Regions from separate parts of the Sus scrofa genome. Here region 2 is linked to region 1. The links are chromatin contacts, called in public HiChIP or PLAC-seq maps. All regions are on one chromosome and are shown on one strand. Each heading gives the region's core, a stretch centred on a gene start, on an enhancer-like site or on the middle of the called end of the contact. The rest is flanking DNA. Distances are from core to core; before and after follow the strand shown. Region 1 overlaps AHCYL2 (adenosylhomocysteinase 3). Region 2 holds the start of AHCYL2 (adenosylhomocysteinase 3).

The links. HiChIP or PLAC-seq counts read pairs in DNA pulled down with a chosen protein or histone mark.
Region 2: a contact with region 1 is called in an H3K27ac HiChIP or PLAC-seq map of skeletal muscle. The contact joins the promoter of AHCYL2 here to the enhancer-like site in region 1. A contact is called at or near these places in 4 of 5 promoter capture datasets (fetal liver, fetal skeletal muscle and liver), 33 of 47 Hi-C or Micro-C datasets (adipocytes, adipose tissue, alveolar macrophages and 18 more) and 2 of 2 datasets of contacts at active chromatin or transcription factors (alveolar macrophages and skeletal muscle).

The regions. Positions count from the first base shown.
Region 1 is chr18:19,380,193-19,388,121 of Sscrofa11.1, forward strand. All of the region lies in intron 1 of AHCYL2 (adenosylhomocysteinase 3), which reads right to left. Among named protein-coding and RNA genes, the nearest start is that of AHCYL2, 58 kb to the right of the region's middle. Within about 2 kb of position 3,154, at least 8 of the 83 cell types and tissues checked have an H3K27ac peak or open chromatin away from gene starts, as enhancers often do. A contact at or near this core is called in adipose tissue, fetal skeletal muscle and skeletal muscle, where this site is marked.
Region 2 is chr18:19,436,578-19,444,506 of Sscrofa11.1, forward strand. It overlaps AHCYL2 (adenosylhomocysteinase 3), which reads right to left and starts at 5,262. Exons shown (of 17, transcript XM_005657758.2): 1 at 4,839-5,262. The coding sequence starts at 5,201.

The DNA.
Region 1 (7,929 bases), core at 1,904-4,403:
TTAAAATGATATTTTAAAACTTTACAACAATATATCATGGTACACGGAAATTACATGACATTCAAACTTCAGTTTTCTTAAATAAAGTTTTATTGGAACCACAGCCACACTCATTTTGATTTACATGTTGTCTATGGTTGTTACTTTGTGCTACAACAGCAGAGCCGAGTTGTTGCAACAAGGACACGTGGCCTGGGAAGCCTAAAATCCTTACTATCCGACAAATTCCAAAAAAAGTTATCTAACCACTAACCAAAAAAAAAAAAAAAAAAAAAAAAAAAAAAAGTTTTATTTTATTGTATAATTCGATGGTGACAGTGACAATTATTTCCAAATGAGCACAAGAGCTTGAACCAACAATTTGGAAAATGATGACCTTAGTCAATTAGAATTAACAAAGCTTAGTTTAATAAGTAAATTAGTCTTAATTCAACTGGTAGAATGACAAGTATCAAACATACTCTTGCAAATGTGCCACTTAACAAGAGTTCATCTTTTTTTTTTTTTTTGGTCTTTTGTCTTTTTAGGGCTGCACCCACAGCATATGGAGGTTCCCAGGCAAGGGGTCTAATTGGAGCTGTAGCTGCCAGCTTATGCCAGAGCCACAGCAATGCCAGATCCGAGCTGTGTCTCACCACAGCTCATGGCACTGCTGGATCCTTAACCCACTGAGTGAGGCCAGGGATCGAACCCACAACCTCATGGTTCCTAGTTGGAATTGTTTCCGCTGCGCCACGACGGGAACTCCAAAGAGTTCCTCTATTTCGTTTAGTTCTTATAAGCCCTTACCCTGCTTTTCTTCCATTTATTCCCCAAGTAACCTTTTGTAAGAACTCTCCAAGTCTCCTCTAGGAATTTTAGGGAAAGCTACATAAAGGTATATAGTATTTTGTCACTGCAACCCTACCTAGGCACCTTCCACAGCTGATATATTTCCATATGTTTCAGGAAAATAAAATAAAACAAAACAGCAAGTATCCTCATGAAATGTCAACTGAATTGTGGCCAGCAGGTGGAGACAGTTTCTAACCAAACTAGAGTAGCAAAATTTGAGTTCAAGTTGTAGTGGAAAATTAAACTATCTTTTTAGATCCTTACCTTGAAATATTTAGTTAACTAGATAGGACGACGTGATTTGTTTCCCCTACTTCAGCAGTAAAACCAGGCTACCTTACGTTTCTTAAGTTGGATTTAACTAAGGGATCAAAATAGAAAGGCTGATGCTGATCACTTCATTCCCAACAGAATACGAACCTACTTTATCGGCTAGATTAAAGGTTTTCTTCTCTCGCCAATAAAAACATATTTTCTAATCATTTACTCTCAGTGAGGTAAGTATCTTTCCTCTCAACTCAAACCTCAGGCTTTCTTTTGTATACTCTCAAACTACTTGTTTACATAAACTGGGAATACTATTCAGCTATTCAGCAAGTAATAATTTTGATAAGAGCTTCAAACATTATTTACCTTCATTAACAAAAAAATCCTTCTCAAAGATTTGTTCTCATTTTATAAACAAGAAAAAAATTTTCTTTTATATACTGCAAATGATAGGAACAGAATCATGGTTCTAATTACTGGGCCACTAGTCCAGAGCTATAAGGCAATTTCTCTAGCAGTAGGTAGGAGGAAGGAAGCTGATTTTATTAGGCCTCAGGCAAAAGCATCCAAGTACTCAGTACCTTGGAGCCATTCACTACCTTCCCCAAAGCTCCCAACAGGAGCTTCTCTCCCTCTAATTTCAGTATGCACAACTCAGGCAGGTTTTAAGAGAAGCTTATTTCCGAGTAAAGCATGCTAAGTGCAAAGGACTCATAGGCAACCCCTGCCATCATCACGACCCAGGGGACATATGCAGTACAATAATTTCTAATTGGAATAAGTAACAGAAGCTCCCTCTCTTTGGAGAAGCCACCTCTCTATAATCTTTTCCTGTCACGCCCCCAACCACCTCTCTTATAGTTACACATTGCACAATATATAATCACACACACACACAAACACAGAGCCTTAACAAGTTGGCTTCCTACTTCAAGAAAGGTTGACATCTTATACTAAATCTTAGAAAAAAAGAACATAAATGAAAGCCTCTAAAAACTCTAATTCACCAAACAAGGTTACACAGACTATAACTTAGCAAGTTTAATTTAAAATGAAGAAACACATTCATCTCTCTCTCTCTCTCTCTCTCTCGCTCTCTTTTTTTTTTTTTTTTTTTTTGTCTTTTTGCCATTTCTTGGGCCGCTTCCGCGCGCGGCATATGGAGATTCCCAGGCTAGGGGTCGAATTGGAGCCGTAGCCGCTGGCCTACGCCACAGCCACAGCAATGCAGGATCCGAGTCGTGTCTGCGACCTACACCATAGCTCACAGCAAAGCCGGATCCTTAACCCACTGAGCAAGGCCAGGGACCGAACCTGCAACCTCACGGTTCCTAGTCGGACTCGATAACCGCTGCGCCACGACGGGGACTCCCACATTCATCTCTTAAAAGGCTCCTTTCAGAAGTCATTTACTTTGAGTACTGCTCTAAACCACTCAGTATCAGAAGGTTCAGACATTTTTATTTCACCTTTCAGGTCATGTGAAATACAGTCTTTAGCACTTTAACCTTTCCATTTTAATAAATCCCGGGCATATACTCTCTCTATCAATTTCACGGATAAAAGCCAAAATATTTAAATCCAATAAAAGCCAACATGACACCAGAAAATACTTTATCTTTCTTCCCTGGATGTTTCTGATTTTTTGATCAACTAGCTAACTGGAAGGAAAGTCTGTGGTTGACAGTGTATTATGGGGATCAGTGGTTCTTCACTGGCTCCTCTATGTAGCCTCTCCTCTACTCCTATTAGTTTCTTGATTACTTTCAACAAATACCCATTTTGAGTAACCCTAAGTGATTTCCCCCAAATAAGAACCTTGTAACCATTTTTAAATCTCCAATGAGTTTCTATAAGTAACTAGAGGTAAATATGGAAACAGCAGAGCCAAGAGGCTGGCATAAGGTACAAGATTCCAGGGTCTAAAATTAGCTATATTATTTATCCAAAATATATTTAGCAAATAAAAGGCAACAGTATGCATGTAGAGAACCTTTAAGAAAAACTGACTAATAATCTATTTTTATCCTGACTTTGGCCAAATTACTTAAACCAATGGCTTTATCTCCACATATATTCGTACAAACCCCCAGCAATGCCAGCAACTGCTGAGAGAATATAAGGATTGAGCAAGATCTTCCTAGTTAGAGACAATGTGAGTCCACCAGGGCATGCAGTAACCTTCCAGGGATGCCTGTGGTTAATCCTTTTCTCTGGCCATTCAGTGCTTGCACCTTAAAACAATAATTAGGCATAATTCTGTAATTGTTTTTATGGAACATTCATATACTTACTTATTATGTGCCTATCCGTGTTGAGTGTTGTGTTTAAATTTTCTTCCCTATATAATGGGAAAGTCCATGAGTCAGCTCACTAACAAAGGTCTGGAGAAATACCACATGCCTAGATGGGGGCTCAATTCTACAATCCATACAATTGGTCCCCCTGCTGCCTCTTTTTCTGCTGTCAGAATCTAGGCTTCTTTTCAAGATGCTATTGAGTCCTATTCCCTGAGCTTAACCTAGTTGCAGTTTACTGTTCTCAACCTAGGGACACAGACTGACTCACATGTAACATTTTTAAAGCTGCTGCTCTGCAGTGGACATCCCTCATAAAACCTTAATCACAATAAATTTAGTTAAATCCTTTAAAGCCAGATTGCTCTAGCTTCACAGAACAAGGCTGGCTGCTCAGCTTCAATTCCCTGGAGAGAAGGGAGAGGCTCTACTCTATTATGAAACCAGCTTGCCTAATCAAATTCCCTTTCAGAGAAAGAGGTCAAGGAGAACAACTGCTGTGCTATTTTTCAATTCTTCCATCCAAGAAATGACTGTGATTGACAGGCACTATTTCTTTGAGTTCCAGTGGCCTACTGCCAGATCAACTAATTGTTCCATAGTTAAAAGAATGATACCAATCCACCAAGCTACATGACTCTCCATAATCATAATACATAATACTTCACATCTGTAAAGTTTTATACTATTTAAAGCTTTCTCTCTCTGTCTCTCAACACCCCATTGGTTTTAGAGATGCAGTCAAAACAATTAAGAAAAAAATAGGAAAAGGCACTGGGAAGGCAGAGAAGACATTATCCTCATTTTAAACACTGTGAACCTGCAACAAAGGCAATATATCACTTGTCCAGTATTAGGTAGTGGATCTAAATATTGGGTCTAATATGCTGTTCTCCTATTGTCCTGCAATTTCCTACACATTACATATCTTTACAGTCTCTTTAATATGTCTACTAATCCTGTTATCAGCTCCAACGTATTGAAACTTTACTAACAGAGAACAGCGTGTTCCATCAGGTTAGTGTAGAAGATATAGATTCCGGCAGTATAGTAGGAAGAGTGCCATTTGGAGAGTGAGATGGGTTCAAAGTCTTGCCACTTAGGGTGTATGACGTAGGGTAAATTGATAACTAGCTCTAATTTCTTTATCTGTAAAATCAGTATACCATCTACCTCACAGAACTCATAGAATTAAATGATTTAACACATGTTAAGTGCCTGATACATAAAAGGCACTCAAATGTTAATGCCCTCCCTTGGAACAGTCCTAAACAGATCACAAGCCCTTGAAAGAGGCTAACTCATCTGATTTCAGCAACCCCTAAAAATTATGGGATGAGGATTAGGGAAACTGGAACATTAACATTAATGTTTTCCTGGCACTTCCCTCAGACATGTGGGGTTTTTTTGGCTGTCACTCTAATGAGCAGCTTTTAGAGATGCAGTCAAACCAATTAAGAAAAAAATAGGAAAAGGCAAATGTGTCCAAATAAATAACATTTATCATGGGTACACAAAGTAATTGTTCTACAAACTAAACATATACTTGAACAGCAGCTAGAATACACCATTCAGCCTCTCAGTGAGGTAGAAATGAATCAATGTTACTTTTCCTGCAAAATAACTAGTTAGAGCCACACAAAAAGAATAATACGAACATTAATTTTAATAATCCTTCTCCACTACTACTGAATAAGCCAAATGGGATAAAGCACTTTCCACAACCAATAAAGGATCACACTGACTATGAAATAAGTTCCTAAGAGTGAATTAACAGTCTCTTCAAATGAATTTCTTGAGTTTAAAACAAATCACGCCTGAGTCTTATTCTCAATATCATTTATAAAGTCATACTAAGCCATCTCTTTCCTGGGATTTATTGTATTTCATTAAAAGATAACTGCTATAAATAATTCAATGACTTCAACATGTTAACCCTGACCTATAAGAATTTGTTGTTACTGTTTTTATTTGAAAAAAGTTGGATGTGTGTTGGGTTCCCTCAGATAAATTTTATTCTGTGGCCATAATCGATTTGTGGCTTCTCTTAGGACATTTTCAAGGCCATATTTAGATACTGATACTAGTTGAAGGGGCATACATATATTTGCACATAACTGTTATGTAGTACAAGAGTATTTTTTTATCTCTCAGTCATGGAAAATCAGCAACAAACATATTTCTCATTAAAATTAATTTAGCTTTGTTATTTCTTGGTTTCCTTTTCTAAAACTTTTTTCCTCAACCATTAAAACAGAGCTTCCCAAAACTAAAGTTTCAAAGATAGAAAGAAGGGAATGCTACTAGATGTCTTTGCTATATCAATTTGAAGAGAGGTGGTTAAGCAACATGCTTTTAAGAGTAATGATTCTCCAACATATTAGATCAGATAGACTTAGCAGATATACATAGAACGTTCCATCCAAAAGTAGCAGAATACACATTCTTTTCAAGTGCACATGGAATATTCTCCAGGACAGATCACATACTAAGCCACAAAGCAAGTCTGAGTACATTTAAGAAGACTGAAATCATATCAAACATCTTTTCTGACAACGCTCTGAGACTAGAAATTAACTAGAGGGAAAAAAAGAACTGCAAAAAATACAGATATGTGAAGACTAAACAATAAGCTACTAAATGGAGTTCCCTTAGTGGCTCAGCAATTAATGAACCCGATTAGGATCCATGAGGATGCAGGTTTGATCCCTGGCCTCGATCAGAGGGTTAAGTAAATGGCCTTGCCAGGAGCTGTGGTGTAGGTCACAGATGCAGCTCGGATGCCGTGTTGCTGTGGCGTAGGCTGGCAGCTATAGCTCCAATTTGACCCCTAGCCTGGGAACTTCCATATGCCGAGGCTTCAGCCCTAAAAAGAAAAAAAAAAAAAAGAAAGAAAGAAAAAGCTACTAAACAACCAATGAGTCATCAAAGAAATCAAATCAGAAATTAAAAAAAAAAAAAAAAACCCTGGAGACAGATGAATCCCTGGCCTCGTTCAGTGGGTTAAGGACCTGGTGTTGCTACAAGCTGCAGTGCAGTCTGCAGATGCACCTTAGATCTGGTGTTGCTATGGCCCTGGGCCTGCGACTACAGCTCCAATTCAACCTCTATCCCAGGAACTTCCATAAGCTGCAGGTTTGGCTTTAAAAAGAACAAATGAAAAAAAGAAAAGAAAATGATCCAAAATCTGTATGACAAAGTAAAATAAGTTTTAAGAGGGAATCCTATAGTGATAGAAGCCTATGTCAGGAAACAAGAACAATCTCAAATACACAATCTAACCTTCTGTCTAAAAGAATTAGAAGAAGAAAAATAACAAAACCCAAAGTTAATAGAAGGAAAGAAATCAAAAAGATCAGAACAGAAATAAATGAAATAGAGACTAAAAAAAAATAGAAAAGATCAGTGAAGCTAAGTGCTGGTTCCTTGAAAAGATAAAATGAGAAACCTTTAGTCAAACTCATCAATGAAAAAAAAAGAGTGGGCCCAAATAAATTAAAATCAGAAATGAAAAAGGAGAGGTTACAACCAACACCACAGAAACAAAAAGATCATAAGAGATTACTACAATTATATGCCAAAAAACATCTATTTTTGGACAACCTAGAAGAAATGGACAAATTTCTAAAAATATACAATCTCCCAAGACTAAGACAAGGAAGAAACAGAAAATATGAACAGACTAATTACCAAAAACCATATGTATCAATGATTAAAAAAAACTCCTGACAAATAAGAATCCAGGACCAGATAGCTTCACAAGTAAATTCTACCAAACATTTAGAGAAGAGTTAACACTATTCTCAAATTATTCCCCAAAACTGTAGAGGAAGGAACACTTCTGAACTCAATTCTATGAGACCAGCATCACCCTGATATTAAAACCAAAGACAGGACACAAAAAAGAAAATTACAGGCCAATATCACTGACAAATATAGTTGCAAAAATTTTCAACAAAATATTAGCAAACTAAATTCAATAATATGTTAAAAGTAGAGTTCCCGTTGTGGCTCAGCAGTTAACGAATCTGACTGGCATCCATGAGGACCCAAGTTCGATCCCTGGCCTTGCTCAGTGGGTTAAGGATCTGGCGTTGCTGTGAGCTGTGGTGTAGGTCTCAGACAAGGCTCGGATCCTACATTGCTGTGGCTGTAGTGCAGGCCAGCAGCTGTAGTTTTAATTCGACCTCTAGCCTAGGAACCTCCATATGTAATGGGTGCAGCCTGAACAAGAGAAAAAGAAAAAAAAGGTAGAGAATAAGAACTTGCTACTGTTCATACCCGATTTGCTTTAATACCACCTAAGAAATGAAGACCTAGAGAAAAAAATTAGGGGTTGTGGGATGGAAATCCTTAAAACTGGATTGTGATGATCACTGTACAACTACAAATGTAATAAATTCATTGAGTAATAAAAAATAAATAAATAAACCAAAGGGACTTAGAAATACATATTTAAGAGAAAAAAAAAGATTTGCTTTTCTAGGAATAAAGTTTCATTCAAAAAAAAACTGGCTTAGCCATAATTATT
Region 2 (7,929 bases), core at 4,012-6,511, 58 kb after region 1:
AAGGATAACACCACCTATTTCTGAGAGCTTAAGTAAAATAATATATTTAAAGCTTTAATACAATGCCTGGGACACAGCGGAAAGGCTAACAGTATGCTCCCCTTCTTATTTCCAAAATGTTTAATTAGAGATTGATTCTTAGAGGCAAGACTTAAAAAACAAGGACAACTCTTAACTGGACAGGAAGGAGGCACATAGTCTTCAGATATTGCAGATTTATTTGTAATTTTAAAAATATAAGAACACACTTCTCAGATTATCGCTAAATTACTAAGGTAAAAACGCACCATTGATCTTGAAATGCTTTTTTATATACACATAAGATCCTCTTCTCCCTCTCTCATAATTTTACAATTTGTTGAGATTCTACATTTGTACAATTTTTTCCTATCCTCTTCCTAAAGTCTTGACTCAGACTCTTCTTAGTTTGGTTTTGGATGACCTAAGTTTTTTTTTTTTTTTTTTTGCTTTTTAGGGCCGCACCCATGGCACATGGAGGTTCCCAGGCTAGAGGTCCAATCCGAGCTACAGCTGCTGGCCACAGAAACAGCCACAGCAACATCAGATCCGAGCCGAGTCTACGACCTACACCACAACTCATGGCAACACGAGATCCTTAACCCACTGAGAGAGGCCAGGGATCGAACCTGAAACGTCATGGTTTCTAGTTGGATTCATTTCTGCTGCACCACAACAGGAACTTCTTGGATGACCTAAGTCTTAAACCAGACAGACACACCTTAGAGTTCACTGAGTATGTTGAAAGCCTTCCAGGAGAAAACCAGAACCCAGCAACTAAGAAGTCAGAATCAGTGCAGCATAATGAAAAGGACATGGGCTTTGGAAACAGACTAAGGTTTAAAACAGAGGTTAAAAAAAAAAATCACGAATTCACATCGTGCCTCAGCCATAACGAACCCGATTAGTATCCATGAGGACACGGGTTTGATCCCTGGCCTTGCTCAGTAGGTTAAGGATCCGGCACTGCCTTGAGCTGTGGTGTAGGTTGCAGACTCGGCTCAGATGCGGCGTTGCTGTGGCTATGGTGTAGGCCAGAAGCTGCAGGTCTGATTTGACCCCTAGCCTGGGAACTTCCATATACCACAGGTGTGGTCCTAAAAAGACTTTTTTAAAAAAATCAGTTTTAAGTCCTACCTCTGCCACTTTCTAGATCTAAAACTTTGGTCAAAGCACTTTACCTCTCTGGACCTCATTTCCTTATCAGTGAAATGGAGATAACGCCACCTATATCTCATTTTGTAGCTGTCAGGATTAGAAAAGTGCCTACTGAAGTTCCCACTGTGATGCAGTGGGTTAAAAATCTGACTGTAGTGGCTCAGGTCCCTGTGGAGGCTCGGGTTTGATCCCAGGCCTGGGCCATTAGAGCTCCTTGGTGACCTAGTGGTTAAAGACTTGGCATTGTCACTGCTAGGGCTTGGGTTTGATCCCTGGCCCAGGAACTTCCCTATGTCATGGGTATAGGGAGGAAGGAAGGAAAAAAAAAGAGAGAGAGAGGAAGAGAGAGAAAGAGAGGAAGGGAGGGAGGGAAGGAGGGAGGAAGGAGGAAAGGAAGAAGGATGCCTATAACAATTCCTGGCATGTAAAAGGCCAATTAATGGTAACTGTTATTAGGGTCAATCTGCCAACTGCCTTACTGAATATTTTGCAAGGCTGTACTTTCCTAACTGGCAAAAGGAGTAACTCTGCTCCCACATTCCCATGACCAAATCCAAAAGGTTCCATTTTAGTAATCCATAATTAAACAAATCAAGAGCTTAAAGAATTCAGGGCAAGAAAGTGCTAGCCTGGCTCAACTCATTCTCTGCTGACGATAACAAAGCCAGCGAAATGTGGATTTGTCTGCCAAAAAAAAAAAAAATCTGCTTGAACATGGTCATTACTGATATTGACGTAAGCACAAACTCCTTGTGGTTCCTGGGCTCCAAGCCTTATTATCAGAAAGTTTTAACTTTTCTGAAATAAACCCTCTCCTGCCTTGTTTTCCCTGCTATGCTATGACAATCCTAGTACCCGATTTTCAAAAACAAGGAAGAAATCCTCAAACTATTGCTATTACATTCACTGTCGAACTTACCTTCCTAGTTCACAAATCACTTCTCAGAGATTTTGGTTTGCTGAGTTCACTTATGAAGAAATAATATATATACAAATATATGACAGTCACAATGACAAGATCTGGTGCCCAGAGCACCACAAGTTACAGGGCGGAGGTAGATGCCAAAGATAAGATGGGACTGAGTAACCTGCATACCATATGTTCACTCTTATTAACCGTTGCACTTGGGAATTCTGGCTCTTGTAAAAAGTTTATTTCCCTTGTGTGACTGAGCAGAGTAACAGTGCGAAGAAAACTGATCACAGATACACAAATGGAGTTACAGACACCATCAATGGAAATAAACTTAAGATAAATAAGCTTGTATGTGACAGTTAAAAATAAAAGCAACAGTCACCAATTACATAGCCAAAGGCAGCTATTTCAAGTCTAAGTACCTACAGTCCTTCCCTACACTAAAATAAAAGGAGAAGGAAGTCAAGGTCAGAATGATTATTTAAATAAACTAAAAGCCAGGAAAGTTTCAACAAATCGAAATGTCACACTGCAGTCCCTTGGGGAGGTGACTTTCAACTTGGAGAAAGGTCAGTCTCATGCACTTGTTTTAATATAACTTATTCAATACCAAGAAAGTTAAAGATTCTGCCCCCTAAAAGCAGCTCAGTAATGCCTTTTATTAGTTGTGTCACACAGCTGCATCCTTCCCCAGAGCTTAGCCTGCTTAACTTCCAATAGAGAAACTGTTTTTTGGTTGCAATTAACATTGTAAGGCAAGCTCAGCCCTGTCTTCCACAGCCTTGGGGCTGCTGAGTAAATCTAGAATCATGGAACCTACATTTTGATGCTGGAAAAACAGGAAGGTGGTTCAGCAACAAGGAAAATGGTTAAGAAACACAACCTGAATTAGGAAAAACAGACTGACACGCTGGCCTGTGATTTTTTTCACTTCTTTATGTAGAATCTATTGAATTGTGTGTACCTTTCAAAGGAAGCCATGATGGCATGCATTTAACATGATGAGAGGAGGGAAAAAACAAAATCAATTCTCCATAATAGCTATTATTTCTGAAGCCCTCACAGTATGTGCCAAGTTCAATGCCAAAGCCCTCTACAAATACTTCTAATCTTCACTCGTACTAGTAACTTCATTTTATAAAAGAGAAAACTAAGATTTAGAGAATTTGGAAATTACCCAAAACCTAGTTAGTGGGGGTACTAGGATTCGAACTCAGGTCTGCCTGACTGTAAATCCCATGTTCTAAAGGCAATTTGTCAAACACTCTTACCAAAATACAGAGTTTACACAAAAAGACCCTTAATCACAGGATCTGGCCAAAGTTATAAAGCAGCTTGACTGGTTTACAAACGTGTTTCAGATTTCCAGACTCGAATCTAGGTACTACCAGCACTGGTGCCTGTGCTGCCCCTCTTTCCTCCTATAGCTCCTCCCATGGGAGATTCATAATGCAAATGTGAAGACAATGTCCTAAAGCATCATTAAACACAGCTTTCACTCTTGCCTCTGACACTGTCTGATCATCTATATTTGGGTAATTCGAATGAAAGGGTTCTCTGCTCTATACCTTAATAATGAGGCAGTTATAAGAAAAGTTAGGCTGGATCCAAGGTTCCACTTCAGCTGAGTCCCACACAGTGAAACCAATGCAGACTGTTATCATTTTCTCAATGTTCTGATAAAGCAATTAAAAATCATTCACAAAACAAAAAAACCATAAATCACCATGTTCACATCATGCCTCAGAAATTAGAGCAATCATCCCTTTTGATGTGATCCACATTGCTGTTTTTGCAATATTTCCCCCTTTTTTTTTCCTGTACTGACTTAGCTTTATGAGAGGAGAAACACACCATAGATAGAGCCATCCTAAAAATAATACTGGGATGGGTATTAAAATCACACATCTAGGCACACCTACTCCTTGGTGCTCTTCTTCAAAACTCTGTCTGGAAGAAACTGACAGCTGAGACAGAAAACCCCACTGTGATCGCTTTTCCCAAAAAGAGAAGCATTCCTAACACTTCCTAACACTTTCAGATCATAATGAAAGACCTAATAAAACAATCACCTCTTCATACACAGTACAATAATCTTGGTGGCGACCAACTACTGGGCAGAGAGAACAAACCTCTGAAGAGAAAAGAGTGAAGAGAGTCCATTACCCTTCTACATTCAGAGAGGATGTAAGGAGATCGCAGAATCTGGAATGAAGGGCACAGCATCAGTACTGCTCGATGGAAGTGGTTGGACAAGAACGGCAGAAAGTCATCATCTGCACAGAAACCACACAACTGAGGATCTCAGAGCGAGGTAACTACTCCTTACTCGTTCTTCCAAGAGAGAACCCTTACTGCTGAGTGAACTCTCATAAGCAGTGAGGTTTTTCTACACCATCGGGGTCTTCTCCCCGACAGTCTGGAACATACACACGGAGCATGTCGGGGAGTTCAGCGAGGGCTAAGATTAGGTGGCTCTCCTCTCCCAGCCTACTATTCCAAGTAGTAGGCGAGAGCGCTACCTCCATGTTATTCCCAGCGAAGTACGGCCGTACCCCCTGGAGTCTTCACTCCTCAGCATGGGGCCAGGAAGGGGGCATCTCCGAGAGAGCGGATTTAAGGGCGAAAGGGATCTCTCGGCTTCTACGATGACAAGAGAGGGCGTGGAGGGTGGCGCCGCGCCGCGAGGATCTGCGGTTCCCCCTCCTACCCTCCCTCTCCGACAGAGGCAGCCCGGCCCCAATACCTTCTTGACTGTACGCGGCGCCTCGGTGACGGTGCCGTCGGGGCTGACCAGGGCCTCGCCGCCGTCGCGGTGTCTCTGATGCTGGTGATGAGGGTCGCTCCGCTTCATGGCCGACGCCTGAGGCACTTTCCCAGCGGCGGGGCTGAGAGCCGCGGCGGGCCCCGATCCCGGGCCAGGGGCCGGGGGCCGCTCCGCCGCGGGAGCTGGAGCCTCAGGGTCCCCACCGCCTGCTGGAGGGGCCATGGCGCTCACAGCCGCCGTGCTCAGTCCCAGCTGCGCCTCCGCCTCGGAAGGGCTCAGGTCCTTCAGCTCCACCTCAGGCACCTTCGAGGCAGCCGCTGCCGACACGACCTGCACCGACATCACCGCCTCCACTGCAACCGCCGGCTCAGACTCCAGCTCCAGCTCGGCCCCGCCTCCCGCCTCCCTTCCCCTTCCCTCCCCCATTCCCCCACTCCTCCCCTCCATCGCCTCCGCTCCCACCCACTTCCTCCGCCTGCCCACCCGCCCGCCGGCCCCGGCCTCTCCCTCCCCTCTCTGCCCCGCCCCGCCCCGCCTCGCCCCGCCCCGCCCCGCCCCGCCCCAGACCGCTCCGTCCGGCTTGCCCGCGCGTGTGGTGCCACGGAACCTGTAGTGCGCTTGCTCTGGGCCGAAGGCGGCGAAGAGACGGTGGGACCTCAGCCCCCGACCACCCCTGCGCGCCGCCGGGGGCGGGGCCCGCGAAGCCCCCTGGGGGTTGTAGTCCCGGTCGCCCTTCCTCCGGCAAGCGGGATTCTGTAGCAGAGATGGAGCTTTAGCGCCGGCGACTAAAAGAAAGAAGTGAGGATAGGTGACATGAAGAAGAACATGAGGAAGAGAAGGTCTCCAGAGGAGTTGCGGCTTCCGAGGAGCTAGCTCTAGAAACCCTAAGTTTGGGAAGGTGGAGGAAGATTGACTCTACCCCGACAGTGTAAATTTCTTCCTAGGGTGCACCTCTGCTATCACGTGAGCAGGCATTTAAAGGAAAAGCGGTGGGGAGAGAGCTGGCCTCAGGCTTAATCAAGTGACTTAATTTTTCTGCGTCCGTGAAATTAGGACCTCACACCTTTACTGGCTTTGTTTTTAGAAGGAATAACATGGTCCTGTTTTTAATTGCCTGTTGTGGCAATTTCTGGCACATTCTGGGCTTGGAGTTTAGTATCAGTCTAAAAAAGAAGTTAGGTATCACTAGGTCAAAATTTCAAGACTAAGGAATGAAAACCATTGCCTTAAACAAAGCCAATTCTTTTGCCCTATTAATTCTACTAGGGATATTGTAGAACCCAAGTTTGTATGCCTGTGGCACGGTGAGGCCAAACAAATCGAAACATCAGAGTTTGGAGCAGAGGAAAGTTTATTGCAGCGTGCCAGGAAGAACAGCAGCTGGAGTTCAAAAAACCCTAACTCCCCCATAGTTTTCAGGGAAAAGTTTTTAAGGCAGAATTGGGGTTGAGGGCTCCAGGGTGTGTGATCTTATTCTAATGGGTTGGTGGTGCCATAACCAGGTGATATATCTCTGGGATCTCAGCCTTCTGGTTCCAACCGGCCTATTGCTTGTGGTCAACATGTGGTCACCATTTTCCTCCTGGGTAGGGGTCTTAGTTTTAGTAGAACTCAGACACACATCAGATTGTTATCTATATCCCTTCAGGAGGAACAAGGAGTCCTGTGATGCTATTGTCCTGCTGACATCTTCAGCTTGCTCTTTGGAACTTGGGGAAGGCCTGGGAAACTAAAGCCCTTTGGGTTTTTTGTTAGTTTGTTTTGGTTTTTTTTTTTTTTTTGCCATGCCTGAGGCATGTGGTGGTTAGTTCCTGGGCCAGAGTTCAAAGTGGGCCAGAGCAGTGACCCTGGCCACTGCAGTGACACCATCAGGTACTTAACATTGTGCCACAAGGGAACTCCTAAAGCCTTTTTTTTTTTTTTTTATATATATACAAACAGCAGACAGGGAGGGCCTTGCAGAGTCTTGCTGGGTTCCAGGGAGATAATTGAAATTCGGATTAAATATATCAACAGAGAAGAATATTAACTAAAATATAAATAGCAATTGTTTTAAGCGATGGGATGTGAAGTGTTTTTTTTTTACCTTGTACTTTTCTGTATTATTTTAAAACTTAAAACTTATTTATTTTAATTTCTTTTTGAAGATGTAAACCCAAAGACTTGTATGGCAGATTTATTTTGAATAATGAAAAGGTATCTGAAACTAATGTCCAACAACAGAGGAATGATTATATAGCCTTTAAAATTAAGTTTGCTAAGAACTTTTTTTCAGTGATGAAGGGAAATAAATACTTATGATAAAATAGTGAGCTAAATAAATTAGCATATTTTATTTGATTTTGTTTTCTTTCTTTTTTAGGGCATGCCTGAAGCATCTGAAAATTCCCAGGGTAAGAGTCACATTGGAACTACAGCTCCCGGCCTACACCACAGCCACAGCCACACCAGATCTGAGCCACATCTGTGACCTGTATACCACAGCTCACAGCAATCAACTTAACCCACTGAGTAGGGCCAGGGATTGAACCTTTGTCTTCATGGATACTAGTCGGGGTCGTAACCCACTGAGCCACCATGGGAACTCCTATTAGATTTTAGCTATGTAAATAATACTTGAATAAAAACAGTACATTAAAATGCAATTGCCTCTGGGTGACAGATTATGGGCTAGGTCATTTCTTCTTTATTCTCAGAGAAACTGAGGCAAAGAGGACCTTAGAGTTTCTGGTTGTTCATAAAGTAAGTGATGGCCCTGACAAGCCCAGAAGGCCACTGAACATCTAGTCTTTGGAATATTTTTTCCCTGGTAAGAAGGAAAGGGAGAAACCACCTGCCTTGGTCTCCTTCCCTGAGCTACTGCTGTCTTGGAAATTTGTTCGGAGTTCCCTTCATGGCTCAGCAGAAACGAATCCGACTAGGAACCATGAGGTTGCAAGTTCGATCACTGGCCTTGCTCAGTGGGTTAAAGATCTGGTGTTACCATGAGCTGTGGTGGGGGTCGCAGACGTGGCTTGGATCCTGTGTTGCTGTGGCTGTGGTGTAGGCCGGCAGCTGTAGCTCCAATGTG